7 separate regions of the Mus musculus genome follow, and regions 2, 3, 4, 5, 6 and 7 are each linked to region 1. Evidence: chromatin contacts called from public HiCAR-type and promoter capture Hi-C data. All regions are on one chromosome and are shown on one strand. Each heading gives the region's core, a stretch centred on a gene start, on an enhancer-like site or on the middle of the called end of the contact. The rest is flanking DNA. Distances are from core to core; before and after follow the strand shown.

Region 1 (4,109 bases), core at 816-3,315:
GTAACCTGGGAAGCTTTCGCAGAACAATTAGGGTCTAACTCCTAATGGCTCAGACATCTCACCCCAAATGGCCAGTCTCAGGGAGGACAGGTTGTATTCTGAAATTTACTACTCTGTTTCCGAGCCGCCTCTTAACCTCCTCATTCAAACCAATCCCCCACGCCAGCCATGGAGGCAAAGCAGGCAACTTACTCTAAAGCGACCCCATTTCCTCTTAGGGATGCCCTTCACTCTCTGATCCCTGAGAAGTAGAGTCTCCTGAAAGGCTTACTAGAACCTCAATGGTTATAGAGAATTTGGAATGCTACCAGTTCAGAGTCAAGTTATCGTGGGCCATCTTCAGTGAGTGTACTTGCGCTCCCGCTTGCACACACACACACACACACACACACACACACACACACACACACACACAGTCACGTGACCCAGCACATTAGCACTCCTAAAAGCAATTGATTGCCCTCTGCTATGTGTGAGCTGGCATCTTTGTGACTATCAGGTAAATTACTTGGAGTCTACAACGAGATGGCTGGTCCTCACCAACCCAAGGCTATGAGTGTCATCTGAGAGCGTCTGAGGCCAAGACTTTCCCATTTGGTTTTACCCTGCCCATCTATTGTTTCCGCCAGTGTGTGTGAGTGTCCTCATTGATGACTTCTTCTGTTCTATTACTCTGAAGGCTCTGTGAAGGGACCAAAGAGATGGGGCAGAGGTGACGAGTGCTGGGTCCACTTCCAGAGGACCAGGGGTTCATTTCCCAGTGCCACATTATGGCTCACGACTGATCGTCACTCCAGTTCCAAGGGATCAGATGCCCCCTTCTGGCTTCATCATGCATGTCTCCCACATGATACACAGACATGCAGGCCCAAACCCATATACACAAAATAAAACAGCCCCGGGAAGCAGCTTGCACGTTGGAAAAGGAAATTTGGGGTGCCCTAAGTCTATGTTCCAGGACCATCATTATGTTCAGTTCACAATAACCCCTTAGAGTTATCCCCTTAGAGGCAAGAGCTGTGTTTCTGTGCCAACAATACCTTTATCCTGAACCTTGCAGGCTGTTTGGTCCCCTTGTCTCTTAAGTTGGCCTTTTGAGGACCAGTCAATGAGTCTGAGTCCTTATGGCTGCCCGGGGCTCAGTCGTTGATCTTAAAAGCTCTGGCACCATATATGCTATATGTATACATTTATGTGTAAAAATTGTAACTTTCGTATGAAGAATGTAATATTTCCATATTTCTAAGGTTAGTACAGTGCGGACTAAAGTTATGGCCAAGGACATATACAAGTTGTTTTACATATTCAGGACATCGTTCTTAGTGAGAGGATAAGAATGGCATTCTGCATCGGTAGGATACAACTTTAAAAATTTGGCCAGGGGGAGGCGGGGACTAACATGTAGGGCACTTTACTTGGTGTATTCTTTTGGTTTATATATACTGTACATATTTTTTTAGTTTCTCGCGTTTCGTGTTATCGTTTACATAGTTTTGAAAGGTAGTAATCCTAAGACAAAATTGCAAGCTCCTTGGATGTAAACTTCAAGTATTTAAGCTACCCCACCGTACACACTGCGCACCCTCTGACGGCCTTCTGTCTAACTCCGCAGGGTGCCCATTGCTTGTTCAATCATCCCCTTAAAGATCAGGCCTTAGGGAAGCAGCGCAGCGCTCAACAGTGAGGTACTCAGAGCCAAACTTCATAACGTGATCACACACGGAGTCATCGCGGAGGCTTCTGGAAAGCGTAGTCCAGAAAGGAGGGCCGTTAGGCGCATGGGCAGAGCCCTCGCCTGTCAGCTGAGGAACTTTTGTCCTTCGTCTTGCGGGGGACACCGAGCCCCGCGGCATCCCCCGATTTGAGGGGTTCTCCGATTGCGGCGGGCGGGCGGGCGAGCGAGCACGCGATCCTGTGGGGCGGCGGCGGGAGGAGCGCGCTGGGCGGGCTGAGGAGGGGAGGGGAGGGGAGGGAAGGGGAGGGGAGAGGAGGGGACATCAGCGGGAGGCAGGCGGGTCTGAGCCACCGCCCGGGTGACGTGGCACCCACTCGCCTTGTCCTCCCGCCACGTCGGCGTCCTCCCGCTTCTCAGCCATCCCCGGGCATCTGCAGCGGAGGCCGCTGTCACCGAGGTGAGAATCGCTCAGGGCGCACGGAGCAGGGCAGTCTTGCAGAGTGCTGTGGAACAAGCAGGGCGGGCTGCTGCTTTTCCAGCAGAGCCAGGTCCTTTCATCTGGGCCCCTCAAAGCTGTTCACAGAGGCTGTTTGGTTTACCCAGTACCTGCGGGTGGTCGTAATCCTCTATTGTTTAACTCTGCCGGGCTTGTCTCTTCCACGCAGTCCTGTCTGCGTCTGCTTTCCGTGCAGCCGCTGAGGACACAGCCTTGAAGCATACTTGATCATACCTGGAGTCTTCTATTCCTAAAACTCCTCCAGCCTCCTCTGGATCCCTTAGTGTGAGAGATTAATTAAGGCTCTCCCTCCCCATATCCCTCAGCTATCCTTTGTTAGACTGTTGAACAGTTATTTGGAAGTACAGTATTGCTTTTTAAAAAAAGGTCTTTCAGTATTAAATTTTCCTGAGAATCTGGGAATTATATACACTCACCCTCTAAGGGAATAGAAGTAAAACAGATTGGGGGTGGGGTGTCGATCTGGCCTTGGAGCTCCAGACTAGTTTGGAGCTGTTGAAACTCCTGCCTCAGCCTCCAGGATGCTGGGTTTACAGGTGTGTGCCACCCCGTCCAGCAGAGACAGATCTAAAAGATGAGAACTGTTGTTCATTTGTGTTCTCTGTTACGAAGGAGATTTCCTAAGGCTGATGATTGGCGCATTTGTATCTGGCCTTATACATTAGGCCTTTGGTATGCACCCGGCTGACTGGAATTAAGCATTTGGTTTTTTGTTTGTTTGTTTTTGTTTTTAATCTATATACACGATATACCTTTTTAGGGAATATGGTACTAAAACTGTTGTCTAATTAATTAATGACTTTATTTATGTATTTATTTGAAATAATGTCTCACTATGTAGTCCAAGCTGGTCTAGCTCTCGTTCTATAGCTTAAACCAGCCTTAATCTTGCTATCTGCCTGCCTCGGCCTTTACAGTGCTGGGGCTAGAAGTGTGCCTCACTCCATGTGGCTTCAAATTGCTATTTTTGAAGGTAATTTTGTTTCAAAGCTTCATTTGTTTCAAAGCTAGATTTGGCAGCCATGCAACAGTTCATTAAGATGTAATTTAATTTCACCCCACCCCCCTGTTTCAGCCTGTTTTGAGAGGCCAGTCAATTACAGGGATCTAAACCTGTTGTGTGGCTGTCAAGGCTTGACCGGAGGCTGCACAGAGGGTTATTCACCATGATTTAATTCCTTTCACTTTAAGAATAATAGCATTGAAACTAAGTCCCAATGCCGGTAGCAGACATAGCAACAGAACCAAAAGGAATCATATATAAGAGAAAATGGATCACATGTAAGGTTCTTGAAGAAGTGCTCCGTTTTCTTTTTGCTTTGAGAAACTGTAATTTAGGGAGAAGAAATGCCTGGTATTTGAAAGCTTTAAGATGACTTTCTAGCTTTGGAGGAATGTAATATTAACAGAAAAAAAATGTTACTTCCAATATAAACAGCCAAGGTCCCCTGTTTGCATATGTTACAGTTCCTTTGAAATGAATCTGTTCTTTGGTGTTTACAGGTTGGGTGCTTTTATCTTAGTCAGTAAGCAGACAGATGCTTTTCAAACAGACAGTAGAAATGTTTAGATTTAGTCAAAGACAAACACGCCCCAGGCTCATCAGGATGGGGAGAAGGCTCAATAGAGAGGCCAGTAGTACTTCATCCTGGTCCCTCTGATTGGGTCAGGACAGCTTCTCAGTATACAGTACTAAAATGCTGTCTCTAACTTTCTCACAGGAGACCTGGAGCTGTGGCCTATGATTTCCTAGGACTTCACTCTCCCAACTTTAGAGGGTAGAACACCACCACTCCCCATCCCCGCTCTAAAACACTGCAGAAAATGACCAAGTACAAGGTGGGTACCTTAATTTGCTTAACTCTGTGCGTGCACACATATATTCAATGAGGGTTTTTGAAAGAGAATCTATGGGTT
Region 2 (4,109 bases), core at 541-3,040, 2.6 Mb after region 1:
CCTATCTGCCCTCTCTATAAGTCAGTTTTCTCATCTGTAAAGTGGAGATAATGACAGTACCTACCTAGAGCTGCTGTGAAGAGACACTGAGGTAAAGGGCACAAGGTCTTAGCTAGTGTTGGAATCATGTCAGCACTAGCTGCTCTTTGTGCAAGTTCCTCCAAAGCCAGCCTTGAGGGACGTTCAGGATCTCAGGAAAGGTCTCACAAGGAAAAGTCTCAGGACAGACAGTGGTGGGGAACAGACCAGACCATCTAAGAAGACTCTGAGTCAAGCTGAGAATTAGTCAAGCCAGAATTTCCTGAAATGTGTTCCTGGCTGGTGGATTTTAATGACAAAATAGAATAGGATATCAAATCATACCAAATTAATTAAGATGACAGAGTCATTCTATTGTCATTCTCTCTTTTTAAAACACTTTTTGATTTTTTTTTAAAGATTTATTTATCATGTATACAGCATTCTTCCTGCATATACACCTGCTGGCCAGAAGAGGGCACCAGATGTCATTATAGATGGTTGTGAGCCATCATGTGGTTGCTGAGACTTGAACTCAGAACCGCTTGAAGAGCAGACAGTTCTCTCAACCTCTGAGCCATCTCTCCAGCCCAATATTTTTTTTTACTATATATTTTTTTCTTTTTCTTTTTTGTTCGTTTGTTTTTGTTTTTAAAGACAGGGTTTCTATGTGTAGACTTGACTGTCCTGGAACTTATCCAAAGTGCTCTTAAATACTAAGCCTTAATCCTCAGTATTTAAAATTAAGCTTTAAATTAAGCTCACTCTTAAGTACTAATTTTGAAAATACTCCTCAAACTTCCCAATCAAGAGATGTCTTGACTTGATCGCATCTTACATGTTTCTCTGACCGTACATGGAAATGTCCTGTTTCAGACACAGTAGATCTCAGCTCAGGTGGAAATGCTCAGAACCGAGATGCAAGTTACTCACACCGTTTTGTTTGTTCCTGCTCGAAAATTTTTAATCCCGGCACTGGGGAGCTAGAAGCATATGTATCTTTGTGAGTTCAACGCCAGCTTGGTCAACATAGTGCATTCCAGACCAACCAGAGCTTTAAAGTGAGGCTCTATCTCAAAAACAAACCAACAAAAACAGGAGAAATTTAAAGAATGTCAGATAAACAAAAGTGTGGGCACTTTGAGGATGGTTAGGAAGCTGAGAAAACACTGGTGGGTGAGGAATTTTGAGAAGAGAGAAGTGAAATTGGATGATGATGACGTATAAACTGCTCCAGCCTCCCTCAGATGATCCCTATGCCCCTCCAGGAATCTCAGCTTCTCTTCCATTGGGAAGTTGAAGGCACGGAATCAGAGTCCTCGGTCCAGGCCGCAGGCCCGTTGCCATGGCAATGCGCCGGTTCCTGCCGCCTCCCCGCCATCCCCGAAGTTCCCGCTCCTCACCACTGCTCCGCTTTGTCTCTCCACGTCAACACGGCCCTCATCGCCGTTTCCCTCACGCTTCGGGCCCCTCCTCCCAGCCTCGGCAGCAACAGGCTTCTTTCCACAAACCACTTCAGCTACCTGCGCTACCCTTAGCAACGCACATGCGCAATGAACCGCGCATGAGTTTCCCAAAGCTCCAAGTGCGCATGTACAAAAGGGAGCCCACCTCCTCCGCCGAAGCGCCGGGCGCGTAGGGACGCAGGAGGCGGAAGCGTAAGTATGACACGAGCGATTGGTCCGGAAAGGTGGGTGGGGCGGGGAGTCTTGACGACAGAGGGTTTGATTGGCGGGACCCTGGCTGTGGCATCTGTAGCTGAAGCGGTGGCGGGAAGGCTGCTGTGTGGGTTGATTGACTTTCACGTCGGTGTTTGGATTCGGCTCAGTGGTTTGAGTTGTGTTTTACTCCACCTCTCGGCCTGGAGCTGCAGCTGCGCCCCAGTGGACCAAAGCAGCAGGGATGGAGAGCCCAAACCTTGGGGACAACAGAGTCCGTGGAGAGAGCCTAGTTCCAGACCCGCCTTGGGATCGCTGGCAAGTTATTAAACCTCTCTCGGGCCTCAGAGGAGTCGCTCTTGTGTGGGTCTTCCTAACCTTTAACACAAGGTGGCACCTAGAGCTGTCGCCCTGTGGGAACAAGACTAGGGTGTACCCGATTCCTTGGCCGAACTGACTGGGGAGCTTGGAGGACAAGGGAGGTTTTGTGATGCAAGCAGGTTAGCCTGGGCCGGAAGGGACCCTCAGAAATAGCCCTATGACAAGTCACAGAGGAAGCTACTGTTGTGTCCGGGCTAAAATGATGCACGTATTTGCATGTCCCAAAACTTGGGCGCTCAAACACTTTTAAGGGCTGGGCATTTAACTAAGTTGGTAGTGTTTACGTAGTAAACACAAAGCCGAGGGTTCGAGCGACAGCACCGAATATCCGGGCTTGGCGGCGTCTGCCTGTGGAGGCAGGAGGATCAGAAGTTGAAGATGAGTCTCTGGTACGTCGTGGGTTCAAAGCTAGCCTATGGTACATAAGATTCCCGGCTCAAAAGCAAACAACAAAACTTTTTTTTTTTTAATGCTACTTCCTTTTTACAGATGGAGAACGGAGATTTTGAGCTCAAAGTGACTTTCTCTTTGGAAGATCAGCTAATAATAAGTAGCGAGCTGGGGTTTTGACCCATTTTGTTAACCTAACAGTTTTGTAGGGATTCCCTCAGGTTTCAGTTACCTTGTCTCCCTATAAGATCCTTCTAGCTGATACCTAACGCCAAATTCCATCTAAGAATGCCATGGTTCTAATTGTGGTTAGTCTCTAGGTCTTGCTTAGTGTCCCTATTTCCCTATTTGTAGAAAGTAGGTTGGGTTAGAAGGTCTCTCTAGAGACCCACTTTTTTTTCTTTATGTGTTTGTCTATATACGTAGGTGTTGGTGGAGACCAGAGGAGGTGTCAGGTTCACTGGCGCTGGAGTTGCAGGCAGGGTGTTATAAGCTGCCTGATGTGGGTACGGAGTCTCCTGGAATATGTGCTCTTAACCACTGAGCTATCTCTCCAACCCCTCACTTTTAAAATGTATAGTTTAGTGATTAAAATACACTGTACTAAACACTGGAGAGATAGTTCAATTGTTTAAAGCACTTACTGCTCTTCTGTAGGACCTGGGTTTGGTTCCCAGCACCCACAGCAGAGGCTCACATCCATCTATAACTTGGCTCCAGGGGATCTAAGTCCATTCAGGCCTCAGCACCTTCATGGTGCTCATAAATAAGAATAAATAAATTCTTTAAAGGGGGAAGAGATCCACTGCACTGGAGGTTTTGTGGGAACTATCCCCCCCCCATAACAGTATGGGAGAAGTATTAGGTGGGCCTAGGTTTCGGGGTCCACTCTGCAGGTGATTTGATTTTGTTATCACACAATTTGTCAATAAGAGTAAAATAATTCTTAGAGATTTATTTATTTATGTTATATATATGTTTTATATACATGGGGTGTGGGTGTGGGTGCTTTGTCTTGCATACCAGAAGAGAGCATCAGGTCCCATGTGATTACAGTTAGAAGATTGTGAGCCATCGTGTGGTTGCTGGGAATAGAACTCAGGACCTCTGCAAGAGTAGCTCGTGTTCTTAACAGCTAAGCCATCTCTTCACCACCCAATGAGAGTACATTTTAACCTCACAAAGTGATGAGAATCAAGACTGAAAGAGAGCTGGAAGTTCTTACCAGAAATTATGTAGCTTTTGGAGGGCCATGCTATTTTACAAAAGTGGTAGTTGTTGGTTCTCAAAAATGCACACATATGTGAAGTGTTCCCCTTACATGTTTGCAGGAAAGAGGGGGTGATTCATTTGAGCAGTTTGTCTGATCTCAGATGAAAAGTTCAGTTACTGGCTCATATCTCAGACTTCCAACAACTGTTATCAGAATCCTTTATTGAATCCCTATAGTGTGAATTAAGAAAAAGTTTAGCAGGTATACTGTGTGGAGAGTCCTAACATTTAAAAACCCATGTTGAGCTAGGCAGTGATGGTATATGCCTTTCTTCCCAACATCTGGGAGGCAGAAGCAAGCAAATTTCTGTGAGTTGGAGGCCAACCTGGTCTATGGAGTGAGTTCCAGGACAGCCAAGACTACACAGAGAAACCCTGTTTGAAAATCAA
Region 3 (4,109 bases), core at 851-3,350, 2.3 Mb after region 1:
CCAGCCTGGTCTATATAGCAAGTTCTACACTAGTCAGAACTAATCCTGAGCTGCTAAAAAAAAAAAAAAAAAAAAATACAACCGCCCCCCCCCAATGCCTTTCTACAAATTAATTCAGAAAAATATTCTTGGATCAGATGAACTAAGCTCCCCCCACAGCCCCCCACCCCACCCCCTGTTCTCAATACATTCCTTTCCCTTTGCTAGATGGCTCCAGGCATGCCTGCGTCTTTTCTATTGTAATTCTACCAAGATAATTTATCTGTGTATTCCTAGCAGATTGCAGGAACTCACTATGAAAACAAAATTCACATACACTTTAGTTAAAGGCCAGCAGCATTTGTACTGGTGACTCTGTGTCATATATTCATCCAAATTGAAAAACTGGTGCTGGCGGGACAGTAGTGGCCCACACCTTAAATCTCAGTACTTGGGAGGCAGAGGCAAGTAGATTTCTGTAAGTTCCGGGCCAGCCTGGTCTACAGAGTGAGTTCCAGGACGGTCAGGGCTACACAGAGAAACCCTGTCTCAAACAAACAGAAGGAGAAAAAAGAAAAGGAAGAAAAAGAAAACTGTAGATGACGAAATGCAAAGCAGACATCTGCATTCACTTACACAACTGAGGGAGACATGATGGACCTACATAAAGTCTCTAGGGACTGAAGGCAAAAGTGGGGCACGTGAGGCCAAGCCAGGCTTAGAGCTGACCATACTGAATGAGCACAGTGGCTTTTTTGAGAGGCACACAACTCTGCTCAAATGGTAATTGCCCTCAAAACTAAAAACAGAAAAACCAGCACGAGGCAAACCTTATTATTAGATGTTTTTAAAGGTTTGTAAAACCCATGAACTTTACTGATAAAAGACACTGATTTCAGAGAAAGGAGCTTCAGTTACCAAGAACCAATCTATCCACCAAAACTTAGAAGAGAACCTTATTATCATTATAAATGACAATAGTTCTTACTCCCCAAAAGGGATTATTCGAAAGTCAGATACCATAAAACAACTCACATTCTCAATGAACTGGGTATTAGACAGCATGAGGAAGTCATTGAACACATTATGCAGACGACAATGTGTGGCTTTGGTCTCCTGAATTAATCCATCCACCTGCTTCTTGATTTCATGAGTCCTGGAGATAGTCTGCTGTGAGAATTCCTGTAGAAACTGTAGTAGCTATTTTGAAAAGAAACATACACAAGTATCAACACTACATGTGATTTAAAGCAAAACAAACAAACAAAAAACCCCTCCCCTTTTGCCCCTATGTTAAGAAAAAGGGATGATACTGTTGATCTAAGGTCAGGTGACCCTGGAAAGCATTAAGAAAGCTCATCAGATAAGTTTGTCCAGAACACAAAACCAGTATCACATTTCTACAGGGATTTAAAGCCCTGTTTGGTTGTCACGCTCCAGAGACCACATAGTGTGACAAAACACCCCAAATCCCACTTGTATGAAAGTTCTGAGCTCTTAGGTCCCGAAGTGAGCAGATCTACTCAAAAATATGTGCTGCCCCATTTAGCCCCAGTTCTAATACAGAAGGGCCTCCGTAGAGACAAAGCAGTCCTTGGAGAGGGCAGAAACAGAATCTGCTCAGCAGGATGGCGTGGAGGGCAAGGTTGAAAAGCCACTGCACGGAAGGAAACCCGCGTCTGCGCGGCAGAGTGCTGGGTAGAAGCCCACAGGGCCGCCCTCCCCGGTGTCTGAGATTGCGCCTTTGAATACTGGAGGAAGCGTGTCCCCGAGGAGGGGTAACTACAACTCTGTCCCTCCCTTGGCCCCGGGTCCCCCGCTCACACCGGCGTCAGCCGCCAGAGACCAGTTCTGACTGCTGCGGCGGATCTCCTCCACCGACCAGGGCCGTTCCCACACCGGCTCGGATGCCGGAGGCCGCTCCGAGTCGGGGCTCGTCCGGTTCATCTACAGCGAGAAGGACAAAAAGAAGAGCTGAGTCTGGGGCGAAGGATCCAGCCCTGCCCTCCTGGGCCGCCGTCCTCACCACGATGACACCGCCACTCAGCAAGCTCCAAAGTGACTACGGGAGTGGCTACTACACTGCCCACCCAGCGCGGTGGTAATCACATGGTTCACGTCACGTGATGGTGTCCTCACGTGACCTGGGGCGCAGCCTCTGATCGGGAGCTATGGGTTAGTAGCTCCTGGGTAATTGGGTTTGACCAGAGAGAAGGTGTTTAAGCGGCCAGCTAGTGCGAAAGAGGCGGAAGGTACCAGTGGGGCCCATGCTGAGGAGTCCCGTGGCCTACCAGGTGGGAGCTGAAGAGGAAGGAGAGCGGAGGACGACTTCCTGGATGTGCGGCGGCTTTATTGATTATGCATGTGATGTGAGACTAGCCCAGGGCCACAGTGACCCTCAATGTGTACATCTGCTAACCGGTTTGGTTTCAGTTCAATGTGGATCCGCTTGAAATTCTTGAAACCCTCAGCTGAGATTCAAGGCCGGGAGGTGGAGGGGTAGAAATCGAAATCCAAAGCTCCCCTGGCTGTCCACTAGCACTTCCTTGTGAACAGACCCCTTTCTGAGTTGGTCTTGCCCAGACTGACTTTTAGAAATAACCCCTTATCTTTCCTTTTTGTGTGCCCGAGAACAAGTTACTTAGCTTCTTCTATAAGCTTTCTTCTGCATATTAAAGAAGCAATACAGCCGGGCATGGTGGCGCACACCTTTAATCCCAGCACTTGGGAGGCAGAGGCAGGCGGATTTCTGAGTTCGAGGCCAGCCTGGTCTACACAGAGAGAAACTCTGTCTCGAAAAATAAAAATAAAAAAGAAGCGATAATAGGTGTTAAAACAGATAGTGCCTGGTATATGGTGAGTGCTCACCTTAGATCTTATCATTTCTCCTGTGCAGATTATTTTTCCAACTTTCAGATTTTGCTTTGTGGCCACCTCCGTTGAAACCTCATTAAAGATTTCTCTTTGGTATGCAACTAAGACAAATGAAAACCTGCTCAGGTAAAAATCTGCAAGAATTTTCACTGTAGTGTTGATCCATACCCAGAAAGCAGAAGCAATCTAAATGTCCATCAGGTGACGAATGGATAAACAAAATGCTGTAGAACCACGCAATTCACCAAAAGAAATAAAATGCTGATATATGATAGGGCATGAATTAACCTAGAAATACTTCAATTGAAAGAGGTCAGTCATATACATGAGCACAGGTTATTCTATTTATATGAAATATCCAGAATGGATCAATCCAGAGAGAGGAAGTAGGTTGGTGGGGGCCAGGGATTGAGGAAAGAAGGGAATGGGGAGTTAACTGCTTATGAGCAAGTAGTCAGCTGTGAACTAGTAAAGCCAGGGTAAAGGCTCAGGTTGGTTTCTGTAGCATTAGTGTGATTGTATCTGTGTTGCTGTTAGGGTGAGCAGGTGTTATAGATAGACATTAGATTTAGGGTTATGATTAACATTGTGGTTATGGTGCTATTTTGGGGGTTAGGGTTAAGGTGGCTGTCTTAGTTATTTTTCTATTGTTATAATAAAAATTACCTCAGAAGCAACTCATAAAAGGAAGGGTTATAGTTAGGATTTAGTGTTACGGTTAATGCTGAGATAGTTGTGAATTATGGTTAGGAGAGCGTTAGTCTTAGGGTGAGCGTAACAGATGAAGGTTTAATTAGGATTAGGGCAGCCTTAATATTCATTACACAGCTGGGTATGGTAGCACACAATTTCTTTATCCCAACCCTGAAGAGGCATATCTAAACTGATACATGTTTGTGTGAAGGCAGCCTGGTCTTAGCTTAGTATTAGTGTTAGGGAAGGGTGTTTGACTAAGGTTAGCTTAAGAGTAGTTTTAATAGAGTTTAGAATACAGTTTGAGGTAAGCAAACCCCTTGAGACCTAATACTTGAAAGGCAGAGGTAGACAGATTATCTGTGAGTTTGAGCTCCAACTTCTCTACATAGAGAGTTCCAGGCCAGTCAGAGCTGCATGGTGGCATGATATCTCAAAAAAAAAAAAAAAAAAAAAAAAAGGTTAGGGTCAGAACTAGAATTATAGTTAGGCTTAGGGTTGAGGGTCAGGATCAGGTTAAGGGTTAGGGATTAAGGTTAGAGTTAAGGGCTAGTTATGGTTAA
Region 4 (4,109 bases), core at 488-2,987, 2.2 Mb after region 1:
GGAGTTTTCATAGTTCTAATATAAAACATTCTTAGGAAGCTTGAATTATGCAGATAGCTAACGCTCCTTTAAAAAAAAAAAAACGGCATCACAGGAAGAAACATTGTTGCTAAGAGCACAGTTGTTCTGAGTGGAGTTGCACAACATATGAACTAATGAGAAACAAACAACAGCAGCAACACAAGGACTGTGCTCCCAGTACTGTGGGTCAGAGCTGCAAGAGTACACTACGCAACAGTGGTACTGTTTGTATTTCACTACTCACTCTTACATCACTCATGGTAAATGTGAAGCCAGGTGATAGGGTATTTCCTAGCACATATTAGGCCCTGGGCTCAATCTGCAATTTCACAAAAACAAAACAAAACAACAGCATTATAAGAAGAAAAAGAAAAAAAAAACAGCATTATAGTGAAATACGCATAGGCAACATGTAATCCTTCAATGCACAGATCTGAAATGAGACTAACGTGCCTATAAGTAGAAGAAAATCAGCACAGCAGTAGGTGCATCATCAGTGGTACAAGAACTCCCAAATGAAGTTTGGTCCCAGTTAGTGGCATAATTTCCAATACACAAAAAGAACCGAGGGTGGTGACCATATCTGAAAGCAATTGTGTTGCATACTTTTTTGTTTGGTTGGTTGGTTGGGTTTTTGTTTTTGTTTTTTTCGAGACAGGGTTTCTCTGTATAGCCCTGGCTGTCCAGCCCTGGCTGTCCTGGAACTCACTTTGTAGACCAGGCTGGCCTCGAACTCAGAAATCCGCCTGCCTCTGCCTCCCGAGTGCTGGGATTAAAGGTGTGCGCCACCACGCCCGGCTGTGTCATACTTCTCAGCAAAGGAAATTAATGTAACAAGACAAAAGGTTGTGCTGGCCGGCTAAACCACAGCAGAATATTACATGGCCTAGTGGAAGCTCAAGTGGGCCAATGACCTAGCGTACTAAAACTGGGTCCATTGAGGCCTGCAAGCATCCTCAAAGTGGCCCGTGGTATGCATGAATGAGCACTGGAAAACCAATTGACAATAAAAACGTATAGTGATGTTTAATAATATAAGTAAATAAAACGATGATTAAATTGCTAATTTATCTTGAAAACTGTTAGAGAAAAATCAAAGTGAATTTCCAACATTTCTTTCATCTTTTGAAATGTCTAAAACCAACCAACAAAAGCGGCAATAACTGCACTCAAGGGGTAATTTCAGTACCTTGGCCTTTGCTTCCTTCTCGTCCACAGGAACTTAGTCACACGACGAGTTAGTTTTTAATTTTTCCCCCCAACATAAATATACCCACAATATGTTGCAGCCTTTTAAAAAGGTGACTCTTGTCCTTTTACAGATGTGTGAAAATCGAGCTACAGATTAGAACCACACTCTGGCCTAGGAGCGATGCACAAGTGCGGGGGTGCTGCCCTGGGGCCACAACCAGCAGGGACCACACTCAGACCCAAAGTCGGGTCAGCAGCACCCCGAGCCACGGGTACGACCAATTTGTCCGTGAGTCCGTAGGCAGAGAAGCACGGGTGTGACCAGGCTGCAGCTGAGGCGGGCGCACCGGGGCAGCGAAGACGCAGCAGGCCCTTCCACCACCCGCCCTCCCTCCGGGCCGCGCCGCGCCCCGCCCCGCCGCGCCCCTCACCCGCTCGCCCTCCGGTGGTCGCGTCCGCCCGCTCGCTCGCTCGCCTGCCCGCAGGCGGATAGGAGTTCGCGCGCCCGAGACGCCGGCCTACGCTGGCCCGCGAAGCTCCGGTCCCGCCCTTTGTGACACCGCTCACCAATCGCCGATCAGCGCTGCCGACGCCCTCCAATCAGCTCGCGAGGGGCGGGGCCTAGTCTTCCGCGGCTGGCGGTTGCTCGGACGCCGGGGTCGCACGGGCTTTCAGGAAGGGTTGTCGGTTAGAACTGGCCCGTATGTTGACTCTTTATAACTGGTTGCAGGACCCGTCTAGGGCAGGGTAGGAGACTGGAGACGGGGCACAGCGTCTGGGAAGAGCCGGCACCAGAGTGGCTGGGGCACTTCTAAGGTTCTTTGGGGATAGGAGGGTCTTTGGCATTTGTTATTTACTCATGGCCTAGGACACTTAAAAGGATGTCCATGCTAGTCACCCTTTTCTTGTACTCCACGTTCTCCTAACATTTCTGACTCAGTTGTGTCATCTGTAAAATGGGAACATTTCTATATGCCTTTTGCATTTGAGCAACTATTTGAAGATTATAGGTCAAACAGTCTCAACCTGAGCTCAGATCCCGTCCTACTTTTGCTGTGCACCGAGCTGAAGTGGGATATAAACTGACTGGCTTTCTGACTACACATGCCTTCCAACTAGGTTGGGCCCCTGCTGCTTCGGTTCCTTCATAGGAGGTTCAACTCAAGTGTTTTACCAGGAGGACTGCAGAGGACCATGAAAGCGCTCCCTCATAGTCAACTTGCAAAAGAACCCTGGCCCTGATCAGTCTTCTCCCACCCTCTCATTATCCTCCGAGACCTGAGCCACTAGTCTCCACAGTTTCAACTCCTCGGGACTGAGGTAGATGGTATGGTGAGGCCTTTTGTCAGCCTCTTGCTCTTAAACTCAGCCCATGACTGGGCTGATAACTTCCAACTCTATTGAGGCCAGAGCCATGATGGTAACATGAACAGAGCCTAGGAGGACAGTGCCTGCGCAGGACATCGTGATCACTCACAGCACTCACGTGCTCTAGCATCCAGTGGATGCGCTTAAATTTTATTTTTTTAGCTTAACATTTCATAACCTCATCAAACCATACATCACCAGTCATAACCTACCATTTTAAAGGGCAGACAAAAAGGTCTATTCTCAACAACAATCTTGCAATTTTAGTACTGAAACCATTTACAAAGGAGGAAACAAAAGCTATGAGAGGCAAATTTTTGCCTACAGATAAAAAATCCCATTTCCTGTCACTTCTGAATTCTGACTGGGGTAGCCAGATAATGTAGCCATGATGGAGGCTGTGTTCCAATAAAACTTTCTGCACATTATTAAGACAACAGAGGACCACAGTTCCCCTTACAAGATTGCAGACCCACTTTTTGGGAATTCAGTAGAAAGCTCTTCTCATGGGCTTAGAACCCATAAATGCATAACCTTTCACGTGCTAGACCATCACAGCACCCAGACCCACCGACAGAGCAAACCCTTCAGGTCTGGTGCCTGACCACTGCTCGATCTGCACTCCCTGCCCACACATGAAGCCACAAAGCAGTGTCTCCTGTTAGCATGAGCTTCCATGCACTCTTATTAAGTAAGAACAAACCTCTGTGAAGCGTTTATTTTTTATTTGTAATTTTAAGCATAATTAAAATCAATGCAGAAAAATATCAGCTACATTGGGTAAAGGAAGTGAGTGAGTATCTGCTTGTAAGCCCGTGAAGACAGCGTTAGGAGAGCACGTCACTACGTGAAAAACAGAATGGGAGGGTGAACTGTGAAGGCCCCGCATGCTGCGCATGCTCTACTGGCTTCCGAAGGCATTCAGGGGGTCATCAAAAATGCTGGCCACTTTGTGCTCAGATCTTTGTTCAGATGCTGCCTCTGCAGATTGGCTTTTGGGTTTGGATGCTTTAGCCTGGAGGCCAGAGGAGAAAATGTCATCTTTAAAAAGAAAAAAAGAAAGATGTTAAGACAGGCAAACAAGAAAATGGGAACTTGAGACACATGCACACAAACTGTAAAGCCCAATTCTAATAACACACTAAGACCACCAACATCGAAGTCAAACCTCTTAGATTCTGGGCCTGGCTCAGTTGGTGGCACCCAACTTTTGTAAGGACATATGAACGAACATCGGGTTCTTTCTGAACATAAGTTTCTAGCTACAGAAGTGTGTCTGCACTTGAAGTCAGAAACAGGAGGGTGGAGCGGTTCTCCACCTCAGCGAGGGCCTCACCACCTGGAACTGCTCTTTCTCTCTTTCTGCCTTCTTTTCACTCTGGATTTTAAGAAGAGTAAGAATGTACAAACAGAAATCCAATATAGGATGCGCTCAGAGCGCACATCTCAGTGGTAAGAATGGAGTCTGGTTCCACTCATATTAGTGCTTCAGACTCAGCTTAGCTATGCTCTGCTGCTTACCACGTAAT
Region 5 (4,109 bases), core at 849-3,348, 2.1 Mb after region 1:
AGAGCCTGTGTTTAATCCTCAGAAAGAAAAGTGAAGAAACAGAACATGGTAGAGGAAAAAGAGGGACAGAACTCCTGTGACAGAAGATGCCCTTCAAGCAGATGGCTCACCCAACAGTAAAGAGGGCTCTTCATTTCTCGCTCCCACTGGTTGATTGTTTTGTTATCCGAGACTGGACAAAGGCCCTGTGCGTGCTACGCGTTCCCCCTGTTACAGAACCACATCTGCAGCCCCCAACAGGGAAGCTTAACAAGAGAATCTATTCCATCCTGTCTGGGCCTTGAACTAATTTCTCCTAATGCTGGTTTAAATGACATAGCCATGCTGGACTTAAAACACTCACATTTAGCAACAAGAAGCAAGGAAACCTTGTCTTCAAATAAATGATAAATTTGTTTTTAGTTTAGGTACATTCCACATATTTTGTGTTTACCTAAAATTCATATTTAATTGTGAATCGTGTGTTTCATCTGACAATCCTGGATGTAGCCAAGACATGCAACACAGTTTCATCGTCTGCCTATACTTAAAGAGAAGGTAAAGGAGGGAGTTGTCTTGGAAAAGACAATGTACCTCACCTGGGTGTCACAGACATTAGACGACCAACAGCCACCTCCTCACAAAGGACAAACTTTTTAAAATGTGTTCTCTGCCTCTATCTTCCCACTGCCAGGATCACAGTGCGCCACCGTGCCCAGCGATTTTCCCTGCTAACATCAAAGTTCAGTACATCTCTTATCAATAAAGTCTCCAGAAACAAGAAGTTAGGAAAGTACACATGGCTCTTTATTTTAACTTCCTCAGTAATTTCACACTCTGCATACCCTCATTCACTGCATCCAACAGGATATTTCGTTTGATTTTATTGAACATAGGGTCTCACACACTGAATCTCTCAAAATGCAAAATTTTCTTGCTTCAGATTTTCAACATTTAGTTTTTAAAAAAAAAAGTGTCCACATCATTCCATGTATAGTTCATACATTCTTTTTCACAGCACGTGATTTGAGTATTCTAAATGAAGTATTCCACTCCCATTTTGAGTAACTAACCAAGCAAGTACATGTGAAGTCTACTATATAGAAGCACGATTGCAGTCCCTCCTGGGGCTGATCAGAAATACTGCTGTTTTTTCCAAGAGATAAGTTATATATTTATTATTTCTCTAATTGCATAACATATAATCGAACAAAATAAAGAAAAAAAAAAATAATGGGAAGGGCCATACTTCATACGTATCTTGAGACATCATCAAATTAACAAAAACATAAAACGACAAAAAAAAAAAAAAAAAACCACTTCATAATAAATCTTGACAGCTGTATGACCACTGTGTGTCTTTACGTGGGGGAGACAAAGAAGCAGAAAAGGGCTGGCTTTCTTTCTTCCTTTGTTGTTGTTTTTTTTTTTTTTTTTTTTTTCAAATGGGCTTTCAGAGAAGCGTGTTTTCTTTTTAAGGGAGGTTTAGCTGCGTTAAAGATACGTGAGAAGAACGTGAGCCATTATAATCCTCCCCTAATAAATTCCCTATTTAAAAAAACTTGACTCAGATGAAGGAGTCCAAAAAAAAAAAAAAAACATTTTTAAAGACGAGCAAATGGGCGGCGATTAAAATGTAAAGCAGCCTACCTACGCTTTGCCTCCAGCGCTTCTACTAGAGCAGCACCGTCCAGACGCCACGTCAGGCACTCAGACACCAGGAATCCACACTTCCATCTCGGACGGACGCGGAGACTGAAGCAGAGGCAGGGAGGGAGGGTTGCCCGGTGCGCGCCCTCACAGCCCAGCCCGGGCAGGACTTCACCTGAGAGAGCCCGAGACCTTCGGCCGCCCGCCGATAGGGTGACCGGACCCCGCCCCGCAGCACGCGGCCTCTCCCCGGCCCGAGACCTCCGCGCACCCACCTGTCGCGGCCTCCCAGCGGCCACACCCCTGGTGGCCCGGAGCGCGCGGCCCCGCCACGCCGCACCTCGGCGCGAGCAGCTCAGGTGGGCGCGGAGCTCCACGCGCGGCCCGCTTCCTGCATGACCCGGGCCGGACGCAGCAGGGCCGCTGGGTCAGCGCGCAGCCTACACCACCCAGCGAGAGGACGCCGACTGACCGGTCACGTGACGCGCCGGTCACGTGCCCCGCCGCGCCTCAGGCTAAAAGCGTTGCTTTGGCGACCTGGGGCGCTGGGAAGGCGGGGTAGCGGCGGCGGCCGCCTGGTAGACTGGCGCTGGGTGAGGCTGCTGGTAGACTCCGCCCGGCTTCACCTTCTCAGTGTAGAGAAAGGTAAACCTTCCGGTGCGCTAGCAAATGAAGTGGGAGCGAGAACTACGCGGTAAAACGTTTGTGTGTATGGACGAGCAGGGTTTTTTGTTTTGTTTTTTCTCTCACTCCCTAACCTAGAGAGACTCTGAGTGTATATGGTATGGATATGTAAATATGGTATTCATAATTTTTATGAGGATATTTCTGTCCATGTAGACAAGACGTATTTGACTCTACTTTGTCTACATTAAACTCATCCCTGATTATACCTGTACACTGGTGTTGTGACTTGTCCCCACCACAGTACTGTTGGTTGGACCCAAAGATTCTCTCAGAAGCTATCATTCCTAACTTTTACAATTTCTTGACATTCTAATTTTCCTAAGTCACATCTTACAGAAGGAGAGGTTTTGGCCACTGGCAGTTTTATTTATCCAATAATCTTTATTACACGGTACATTCAAGGTATTTTTTTTTAAATTCATGAGAGATTTGTAAGGCAATCCCTGCAGTACTCCACGATTTTCTATTGTCTAGAAGTAAGTCTGTTGGTTTAGCTAATCAGGTTACTCAGCATACTCAAATATGCTGGTCAGTTTGCATACTATGCTGTTTAGAGAGCAAACTGTCAGGAGACAAAACATCTGGATCCATGTAGCAAAGCAAAAAATGGGTCCATTCCTGTAGATCACCTTGAAAGCAACATTCATCTAGAAGATGGAATGGTGAATTTTTTTCGTGCAGATTTTTGCTGTGGGAAGCAGCAGCTACAACCTGAGAGAATCCTCCTGCCCTGGTGGCAGGCTTTCCTATAAGGCAGGACTAAACTTCCATTAGTGTCGTACATGGGCAAGAAGAGTCAATTAAGTGATTTGGGGGTGTGGGAGCCTGCCATCCGAAGTGACAAAGATTTCCAAGTTCTAGAAGTGTCTGAGTAGTTGTGGAGCTGGAAATATTATTTAGGCAAAGCTAGAGTCTCCTAACACAAGGATTCCCTACCCAAGAGATTTCTGAAGCCTCTCTTCATCTAAAACAAAGCTCTGAGTCCTGAGACCAAAATCTTGCATCTGTCCAAACAAGGGAACAAACAGGAAGTGGGAAGAAACCTCTGTACTTAGAAGGTAAAGCTGCTAAAATAAAGAAAAAAAGCAGTTGCTTTGAGGTGACCATTTGCTCAATGCAAGAAGCCTCGTGGCCTTTGGTAAAAATCCTCCTGTCTGTGCTAAAGGGGATGACTTCCCTCCTAGACTGTAGATCAGGGGATGCCAAGTGAGGCATGAGCCAGGGGGCCAATGTTACCCTACAACTAGTCACACTCAACTCTTCAAATGCTTAAGCACACGTTTATCAGTTACGGGTTCCTTGCAAACAAAAGATGCTGTTACAGTCGATGTTAGTGTGCATGTGTAATTTCTGCCCCAGGAGGTTTTCAAGAGATCAGGAATTCAAGGTCAAGCCTAGACTACATAGTTGACCTAAAAAAAAAAAAACAGTGACAAAATATACTGCTGGTGTCTATGATCATAATGGCATTGAACAAGGTGAATCTGAAGTGTGAGGAATAACAGAAACAAATTAAGAGATGAATATCTATATCTTAACTATGCTGTTGAAAAGCAGCCCTTGAATCCACACTTCCTGATTTTAAGTCTTGGACAGCTTTCCACAAGAGCAACACCTGGGATAGCTTGTGAAAGAGGTTTCTTGTGGCTCCAGAGAGTCCAGTCCTAGATGACCTGACACTTCTCCTTCTTTGTAAAGACTCATTCTTCTAGAATGAGGTGTTTAGACAACTCTAGAATGGAAAAAAATCCAAAAGTGGGCATGGAGGCACATGCCTGTGGCCCCATCTATAC
Region 6 (4,109 bases), core at 569-3,068, 2.1 Mb before region 1:
CACCACTGCCCCAAGGTCCCCGGTTTGTTTTTCTGTCTGTTTATTTGTTTGTTTGTTTTAAAAACTTTCTTATGAAAAGCATTGGGAAGGGGTGGAGAGATGGCTCAGCAGTTAAGAGCACCGACTGCTCTTCTGAAGGTCCTGAGTTCAAATTCCAGCAACCACATGGTGGCTCATAACCATCCATAACAAGATCTGACTCCCTCTTCTGGAGTGTCTGAAGACAGAAGTGTCTGCAGTGTACTTACATATAAGAAATAAGTCTTTACAAAAAAAAAAAAAAAAAAAAAAAAAAAAGCATTGGGGAAAAAAAAGTCACAGAGCCAGACTACACAATTCAATGAACTTCCATTCAGGACAGAAGCTGTGGTGTTTTACACTGTCTCTCTCAGATATGTTTTTATGCACGTATCCTGTTGCTTTCAGAGGGACCCTCCCTATTACCAGTTGTATCCAGACTTAGTGCAGGATGGAGTGAAGACTGAGCTCTGAAGATCTGGTGAGGGGTAAAATATGTGTTTTCACAGGGGAGGCTGTCACTAGAACAAGTGTGGGTACATTTAAAACCCTCAGGCTGCTAAATTGGTTTCTTTATATCATCATCATCATCATCATCTAGATAATGTCTTGGGGTGATCCTTCTGCAAGCCTCTGGAGCGCTAGGATAATAGGTATGAGCCACCACCTCACCTATTCCTAAATTAGTTTCTTATTTGAAAAGCGGGAAGAGGTTAAAACAAAACAAAACAAAACAAAACAAAAACCAAACCTGGACAGGGTATCCCCTGACTGGGCTTAGGTGCTGTGTGCTATGGTGGGTTTGACTAACGGCAATACATCTTCCAATTTTTCATCAACAGCAGTTACTCTGATTTATGATCTTAGTCCTCAAAGCTGAGAAGCAATGGACACAACGGAAGTGAGTTAGCGCGGAGTCCTTGTGCATTCCTGACCCTCCAACCCATTCTCTTCGACTCACTACTTTTTTTGGCATGATTATATCCAGGAACAGGTCAAAGACTAAGGAAGAGAGCATCTCACACCTTTCAAACAAAGCGAAGAGAGAGTTCTTTCTGCAGCAGGCTCCTATGTCAGGATGACCAGACTGACTTCCACTGTCCTTGCTCACTGACCTAAGCGTATTCTCTCCTCAGAGTGCTTAGCTGTACACATTACATGTTTGTTGAATCCATTATCTGACTTCTCGGGACAGTGCTCTTTTTTTTTTTTTTTACCTTGTTTCGTACACTGATCCCAGCCTCCCTACCAAGTGTGAATCAAGGAGATCTTTCCTTCCCGGATTTTGGGTCAGAGCCCGCAGGAAGTAGGACTGCCGCGCATGTTTACTGAGTAAAAGATTTTAAAGAGTAAGAAGCAGCACGCCATTCAACATTCTTTGGATGAGGCTCAGAGGATTTAGGTCTCAAAACAATGGTCTTCTTCCCCAATTCAAGGTTAGGCTGCCTTGTTCCACACGGTCACCCCAGCTCCAAAAAGTGCCGAGGAACACGCTCCCGGAAGTCAGCAGGTGCACTGATTGGTCAGGTGTCTGTCCTCCCAGCACGGGTGGCCGCGAGTCGATACTCGCTGACCCCAAGTCTCCTCTCGGGGAAGCGAGGGACCCAGAGCCTCGCCATTCAGTGTCAGGAACGCGCTCTCCGCTCCGAACTCGCAACCCGAGCCCGAGCTCCACGGTCGGACTACAACCCCCGAGAGGCCCTGCGCGGGCGGCCGCTGATTGGTTGCTCGGCTGTGCGTGGGAAGGGGGCACCGGGCTCGAGAGTGGGAGAGACACACAGTCTGCGCGTGCGCGCGACGGGCGCGATGGCTGCGCTCGCCGGGTTAGGGGTTCTCGGCGCCGGGCGCCATCTGTGGAAACTGCCTGTGCGCCTGTCTGCGGGGCTCCAGGGCTGCGGGCCCCGGAGGGGCTACATCGCGGGCAGCGCTGAGGTGAGGACGCATGGGGTCTGCACTCGCAGGGCCTGCGGGCGGGAGGGCCGTGCGGGCCACTGAGCATCCTGGCCTGGGGCCGCCCTCCCGGAGACCGTGGAGCCGCGGAACCCTTCGTCCTTCCCGAAGCGGTGTCCGGGTGCGCACCTTCCACCCGCTGGAAGAGTCCTTGTCCGGAGAAAAACCAACCCCAGGTCAGCCTCGGGTGGGTTCGCAGCTCCTTCCCGCGCGTCAGGAATGTGCCTCAGCAGTTAATTCGTTTCCACTTCTGCTCGAAGTAAGGGTTCGCGGATTCTTATTTCTAAAAAGGTAACTGTTTGAATATGGCCAGTAAACTGTACGGCTCAGGTGTGCAGCCATCAAGGCAAAGGAACTGTTATCATCATCATCATCATCATCATCATCATCATCATCATCATGTGTTGTGTGTATGTGAGACAGAGGGAGAGGGAGAGAGAAAGGAGTAGTAGGCAGGTTAGAGAACAACTTTGGGGTTCTCACCTTCCAGTGTGTGTTATGTGGAACTCATCTTCAGCCTTGTTCAACAAACTTTTAACAGCTTAGCCTTCTTGCTGGGCTTTGATTTTTTTTTTTTTTAATGTGAGTTTCCAAAAATTATGAGAGAGTATGAATTCCATATTTTTATTTTTCAAACAACTAATCACTTCGTTTTGGCGCACCTGCTTCTCTCTCCCGCTTTATGGCTGTAATACTTTAAATCCTGGAGTTTTTATTATTTAAACCCTAAACTGTGTGGGAAGCTTTAAAAGAGGCGTTTTACACTGAACCACAGTGCTATTACCATGCCTAACACACTTCTCTCGACTTATTTTGAAATTATAAGTGAATAGATTTGTTGTGTGTTTGTGTGAGAAGCCACAATACGTTCCCTAACTGACCTGTAGACCAGGCTAGCCAAAAGTCCTTGCTGACCCATCCACCTGCCTCTGCTTCCTAGGTGCTGGTTTTCAGGCATGTGCCACTAGGCCCGCTTTCAGGGATCCAGAGCAGTGTTGCTTGGATTCACAATGGGACAGAAATGAAATTGAACTGCTATCTCAAGGGAAGTGCGTCCCAGCTATCCTTGGGGTCACACAACAGCCATTACTGAACCCCTAGAGGGGTCTAAGCATGGTGTTTATAGAGAAATCCTACCCTCTTAGCTTTTCAGACCTGTATGCTGATTCTCTGTGGGAAGAGTAAGATGAGAAAATCAGACCAAAACTCTGAAAAAAAAAGTAAGGGCTTCTATGGGCCCTCTGAAATTTACCCATGAGTCCTAGGAATTTTTTGAGTTTTTGAGGGAAGGGCTGCAGGAATCCTGAGAGAGCACTGAGTATGAATGAGATATGCCGATTAGAGGAAATAGACTGATTACAAGGGGTGGACCTGAACTCGCCAGAAGCTGAAGCAGGGGATGTGAGCGGTGTGGCCAGATGGAGACCTCAGCCCCTCCCAGAATCCTCACTTAATTCCAGAACAGCCCAAGGAGTGATGAAAAGGGCCCCAGCTTGGCTGCTAGCTCAGTTTGAATTGGAATTCTGGACCCAGCGCTTGTAAAAGCAGCAGAGAAAGAAGCCTTTGACTCATTACTCTCTCAGGAGTTGGTTCTTTGATGGGGGGAAGGAGCTGAGAAAAGAACCCAGGCATCATACAAGTTAGGTAAATAACTGGTCACTTCTTTGTAGCTGATTTTTTTGGTGGGGAGGGATACAGTTTTGCTAGATAACAGGACATTTGGAGAGAGATCCCTCCTCAAAGTTTGGTAGAATAAAGAAAGATACATTTGTTCTGCGCTTGGCCTGGAGCCCAGTGTACTCTCCTGAGCTGAGGTGCAGTGGGATCAGCCTTGGAGACTTTTGACTCTGTATTTCCTGTAAGCGTGAGAGACTTGCTAAGTGTCGCTGGCTGCTATTTCCTGGTGGTTAGAAGCGACAGGTGGTTTTTTTTTTTTTTTTTTTTTTTTTGTTTTGTTTTGTTTTCAAGACAGGGTTTCTCTGTATGGCCCTGGCTGTCTTGGAACTCACTTTGTAGACCAGGCTGGCCTTAAACTCAGAAATCCGCCTGCCTCTGCCTCCCAAGTGCTGGGACTAAAGGTGTGCACCACCGCCGCCCAGCTAGAAGTGACAGCCATACTGATTTGAGTTGGTATCTCCTTT
Region 7 (4,109 bases), core at 704-3,203, 2.0 Mb after region 1:
TATGTGCTTTGCTCCTGTGGATTTAAGGGGCCTTGTTTGTGTCTTCCATCCCCTCTGGTTCTTACAATCTTTCTGCCTCTTCTTATGTGAGGATTCCATGGTCTCTGGGGTTAGGGATTTGAGGGAGACATTGCATTTTGGGTTGAATGTCCCAAGGTCTCTCACTTTCTGCGGAATGTCTGACTGTGATTCTCTGTATTTTTTTTTAAGCTGTCTAAAATTAGGTGTGGTCCACACCTGTAGAGGAAAGTGACTACTCAGATACGTTTTCAGTCACTTCCTTGGCCAGCAGAAGCCAGGTCTGCTTTGTCCGGCTGAAGGGAGAAGGGGCAGGTTCATCCTGTTGCCATTGCACTGGACTGCAGAGGGTCCAGGGCTCTCACAGACACGCCGCTGCATGAGTCAGGTAATCATGCCACCAGCAAGGGGAAGTAAGGGCTGGTCCTCTCTCTTCCCTTCCCTTCTGCTTTTCCAACCACAAACACCTGCTTTCCTGGCAAGTTACAGGTTCCCCAATAACAGAGGACTAACAATAACTAAGGCCTGTGTCCAGCTTCTCTGTACCTCACAGTGTGCTGAACTAGGATATGAGCAAAACACAATCCCAGCCCCCAAGCAGCTCATAATATGATGGGAGAAATGACGACAGAGCAGATCCCCTTGGGACAGATGACAATGTGACAGTAAGTGTGAGCAGCGGTGATAGGGTAGCAGTCAAAGAGAGGCAAACAGATTCACAGAAGAAACAACATCTGGGAAGGAGTTTGCACAAGATCTAGAGGTACAGAAGGAAGGCAGGAGAAACCACCCAGAAGGGAAGGGAATGTGCCAAGGATCTGTGGAAATTAGAAGATTCAAAATTTCAGAAGAGAGCTCACTTAGACTGTGGCATGACCAATGTATGGAATGTAGTCATTCCATCCAACATGAGCAGGGTATTATCGAAGGATTTTGTAGATTTAATTGTTATACATTGTCTCACTTGCTAGGTGAGCCCCATCCAATCAACTGGAGGGCAGGAAAAGCAGAATGGAAAAAAATAACCAAGAAGTAGTAGCACAGTTTATTACAGACAAATTAATGCTGCCCATTGTTCCACTGTAAATTAAGGAGGGTGCATTGACCGCCTACCTTCTAGTGACCAGCTGCTTTCCCTTCTCTCTATGGCAACAATGTTATGCTTTTCTGAGCACAGTGGGATAGCCCTCCTCACCTTCCAGCAATCACTCTCCTTAAGGTTTCTTTTCTACCTTTACCCAAAATGCACAGGTAGGCTCTCACTGAAGAGCATCCCACTCTTCCCTAAGACTCTCAGTCTTAACCAACTCCTTAAGCCATCTCCGGACAAGACAACCTCCTTTCCCATCACAAGTCCGCTCTCAGCAAGCATGCCATTAAAGTTCCAGACAGTCCCACAGGTGCAGATTAGGAGTCGCCCACTCGGGCCACTACTTTCTAAGGCTGGTTCCCAGTACCACTAACCATTTCCCCCAAGTTTGCTCCCACCCCGCGCCTCCCAGTACCTTGCCCAGAGAGAGAAGGTTTACTCATTTTGTGAAGAAACCAACATTCAAGTTTCCTTGGGGTCCACCGTGGAGCTACAGGTACTCTCCTTGTGGGCTTCAGACCCCCTGCTCTAAGTGTAACTATTGCATACGCTGTGTGCTGCAACTGAATGAGGACACAGGTAGTTCTTGAGCTGACAGTGAGGGACACTGAAACAGGCAAGAAGCCATAAAGATGGAAGAAATAAGGGATTAATTGACTAATGAAAACAAAAATGCATGAGGGATAAAAGCTAGGTAGAGATGGGGCAGAGGAACAAGGGCTTCAGCCTATCAGAGATCACTGTCCCTCCAGTGCCACAGGAGAGAAGGATGCGTTGGAAGGTGGGGTCCTGGGACTGGCCAGAGACAGGGGCGGAGCCAGCGCCTGAAGGCAGGGCCGGTCGCAGGGTGGAGCCAGACCCAAGCGCAAGGCTGGCCCGCTGCTGGCCACTGTGGCAGGGAGCTGCCGCGAGTGACAGGGTCAAGAAGTTGGTGGGCTGCCACGCCGAGCTTCGCGGGCTCCTGCTCCCACACCAGCAGCACTCACTTGCCCGGAGTCATGCCCTCCTACACGGTCACCGTGGCCACCGGCAGCCAGTGGTTCGCGGGCACCGACGACTACATCTACCTCAGCCTCATTGGCTCTGCGGGCTGTAGCGAGAAGCATCTGCTGGACAAGGCATTCTACAATGACTTCGAACGGGGCGCGGTGAGAATGCGCGCTTGGGACCGACGGCTGGCAGCAAAGAGCGGGAGGGCGGCGGGGCAGGACAGGCAGGCACCTGAGAACTGTCTGTCCCAGCGCGCTCGTGACCCTATGTGAGCGCATCTGGGGATCTGATGCAGCGCCAGAGTCGGTGCATGCCAGGGCAAGCGAGGCACCCTAGACTTCCTGATGACTCGGGTATCTTAAGGGACAAATGACTTCCAATGTGGGGGACTGATGTGGCTGGCCTCTTATGTGAGAGATGGCACAAACTTTCACCAACAGGACCCAGAATTTGTGAGAGGCCCCTTCACCTCGGGAGTTCTGAGGTCCTAGTGCCCCAGAGTCCAGTACCACTGCAAAGCATAGAAAGCCCTGTTCGACAGCTAGCCATTTTGTGTAGACAGTGTAAGTCCAGGGTAAGTCAGAGATCCAGGATCGGGAGTCAACTTGGGCATAATCACTCTTCTATCCCTACTGTGGACCTTCGTTTACCAAACTAAAAATTGGTTAGGTTTAATCTTACCCATGAGTCATGAGGGAGCCCAGTCCCATTTGGGGGCTAGGAATGAGTCCAGGGATTGCCCCCCACACTTAGGTACCCTACATTTCCTGCACTCAGTCCCAGTGGAGGAATGTAAAGGAAGGAAGGTCTGGCCCGAGCAGCCTTTGGAAAGACTGTCAGCAGGGTGCGTGCAAGAGGACACTTCCTCCCTGAGTATTAGCTTCTGAAGGAAAAAAGGAAGAAAGATTTCCTTTCTTCCCTCCTAATACAGACTTTGGAGTCTGGCAGCCCCACAGGCACTGTGGGAGGCCATTCCGTTTGGATGCTGCTGGTGTGTAAAGTCTAGCCCCATGACTTTCTCTTAACACAGGCAGGTCATGGTTTTCAGTGACCCACTAAGTGCCTAGTACATCAGACTTGCTCAGTAAGTGAGTCTGTAATAGACAGGCACGCTGCAGACCCTTGGGGTGGGGGTGGGGGGTTCCTCTTCCTTCTACTACCTCCAGGTCTAAACTAGGCTTAGGTTTGATTTTACCAGGCTGCCTTCTTATCATTTAGTTTACTATTGAGTCGACCCACATGAACTTGCTTAGAATTAACCATTTGTGATAAGCACAATGACAATTTCATATGCTTCCACTAGATAGATCTGTTCAGCCTAAACCAAGGAAATGATAGTTAAGCCCTTTTCTGGGTCCCAAACTCTAAGCACGACGCTTACATTCCTATCCTGGGACCTGGTACTTTGCCCTGATTAGCAAGCTTCTAACCAGGCTTGAACAAGCAAGCGTGGGTGTTGACCTCAGAATGGCATCTTTTGCTCAGTTTCACCAGAGCTGGCCAGAGAATGGTGCTGCCAAAGACCAAGCATGGCATCCGTTTGGGATGCTGACACCCTGTGCAACCTCCAAAGCACTTGTGTTTATTTTCAGTAACTGGGGCTTCTCCCAGTATACAGGGGGAGGAAGAGAGGACAGAATGCTTCCTCTTTATAAATGGACTACAGGGGGCCTTCTCCACAAATCTAGCTATCAGTGGGTTCAGTCTAGGTGCAGCACAGGACACCTTATGTGTCATTTCCTCCAGGAGGAGAATGGCAATGTGGCCATCATAAATGACTGGACAGGAAGTAAGAGGCCTGTCCTGTTCATCATTTGCCTTTCTGTCCTGCCTCCCAACCTGAAAAGTCATTCAGGTGACATTAATTTAACACCTTAGCAAGAACCCCAGAGGCAAATTTCAGGAGAGATTTGCATACATATTTCCATTGTGGGGAGGGAACCACAGCTCAAGTGAACTGCTGTCTTCTGGCTGGATGCAAAAAGAGCCTTAAAAAAAGAAAAAGAAAACA

What was found. Promoter capture Hi-C pulls out the DNA fragments that hold promoters and counts their contacts. HiCAR-type assays count read pairs that join an accessible place to other places.
Region 2: a promoter capture Hi-C map of liver shows a contact between it and region 1, with 5 times the contacts expected there. The contact joins the promoter of Mbd4 here to the promoter of Zfp9 in region 1. A contact is called at or near these places in 4 of 39 promoter capture datasets (the 3T3-L1 cell line, cranial neural crest, hippocampal neurons and 1 more).
Region 3: a contact with region 1 is called in a promoter capture Hi-C map of liver, with 6 times the contacts expected there. The contact joins the promoter of Washc2 here to the promoter of Zfp9 in region 1. A contact is called at or near these places in 4 of 39 promoter capture datasets (the 3T3-L1 cell line, cranial neural crest, hippocampal neurons and 1 more), 1 of 484 Hi-C or Micro-C datasets (uterus) and 1 of 115 datasets of contacts at active chromatin or transcription factors (embryonic stem cells).
Region 4: a contact with region 1 is called in a HiCAR-type map of astrocytes, with 5 times the contacts expected there. The contact joins the promoter of Zfand4 here to the promoter of Zfp9 in region 1. A contact is called at or near these places in 2 of 39 promoter capture datasets (cranial neural crest and liver) and 1 of 115 datasets of contacts at active chromatin or transcription factors (astrocytes).
Region 5: a contact with region 1 is called in a promoter capture Hi-C map of liver, with 6 times the contacts expected there. The contact joins the promoter of Marchf8 here to the promoter of Zfp9 in region 1. A contact is called at or near these places in 7 of 39 promoter capture datasets (the 3T3-L1 cell line, cranial neural crest, hippocampal neurons and 2 more) and 1 of 115 datasets of contacts at active chromatin or transcription factors (astrocytes).
Region 6: a contact with region 1 is called in a promoter capture Hi-C map of hippocampal neurons, with 4 times the contacts expected there. The contact joins the promoter of Hdhd5 here to the promoter of Zfp9 in region 1. A contact is called at or near these places in 2 of 39 promoter capture datasets (cranial neural crest and hippocampal neurons) and 1 of 115 datasets of contacts at active chromatin or transcription factors (astrocytes).
Region 7: a promoter capture Hi-C map of liver shows a contact between it and region 1, with 8 times the contacts expected there. The contact joins the promoter of Alox5 here to the promoter of Zfp9 in region 1. A contact is called at or near these places in 2 of 39 promoter capture datasets (liver and pre-B cells).

The regions. Positions count from the first base shown.
Region 1 is chr6:118,477,229-118,481,337 of GRCm38.p6, reverse strand. Zfp9 (zinc finger protein 9) reads left to right here and starts at 2,065. Exons shown (of 6, transcript NM_011763.2): 1 at 2,065-2,132; 2 at 3,914-4,031. The coding sequence starts at 4,017.
Region 2 is chr6:115,851,022-115,855,130 of GRCm38.p6, reverse strand. Mbd4 (methyl-CpG binding domain protein 4) reads left to right here and starts at 1,790. Exons shown (of 8, transcript NM_010774.2): 1 at 1,790-1,994. The coding sequence starts at 1,921. It overlaps Ift122 (intraflagellar transport 122), which reads right to left and starts at 1,603. Exons shown (of 29, transcript NM_001167763.1): 1 at 1,422-1,603. The coding sequence starts at 1,462.
Region 3 is chr6:116,206,024-116,210,132 of GRCm38.p6, reverse strand. It overlaps Washc2 (WASH complex subunit 2`), which reads right to left and starts at 2,100. Exons shown (of 31, transcript NM_026585.3): 1 at 2,006-2,100; 2 at 1,804-1,926; 3 at 1,015-1,179. The coding sequence starts at 1,926. It overlaps 9530062K07Rik (RIKEN cDNA 9530062K07 gene), which reads left to right and starts at 2,140. Exons shown (of 4, transcript NR_131013.1): 1 at 2,140-2,231; 2 at 2,876-2,979.
Region 4 is chr6:116,261,847-116,265,955 of GRCm38.p6, reverse strand. Zfand4 (zinc finger, AN1-type domain 4) reads right to left here and starts at 1,737. Exons shown (of 10, transcript NM_001309446.1): 1 at 1,644-1,737. It overlaps Washc2 (WASH complex subunit 2`), which reads right to left. Exons shown (of 31, transcript NM_026585.3): 31 at 3,285-3,621. The coding sequence ends at 3,482.
Region 5 is chr6:116,336,011-116,340,119 of GRCm38.p6, reverse strand. Marchf8 (membrane associated ring-CH-type finger 8) reads right to left here and starts at 2,098. Exons shown (of 8, transcript NM_001302383.1): 1 at 1,905-2,098; 2 at 1,630-1,734.
Region 6 is chr6:120,529,008-120,533,116 of GRCm38.p6, reverse strand. Hdhd5 (haloacid dehalogenase like hydrolase domain containing 5) reads left to right here and starts at 1,818. Exons shown (of 8, transcript NM_144815.2): 1 at 1,818-1,950. The coding sequence starts at 1,825.
Region 7 is chr6:116,459,022-116,463,130 of GRCm38.p6, reverse strand. It overlaps Alox5 (arachidonate 5-lipoxygenase), which reads left to right and starts at 1,953. Exons shown (of 14, transcript NM_009662.2): 1 at 1,953-2,256. The coding sequence starts at 2,107.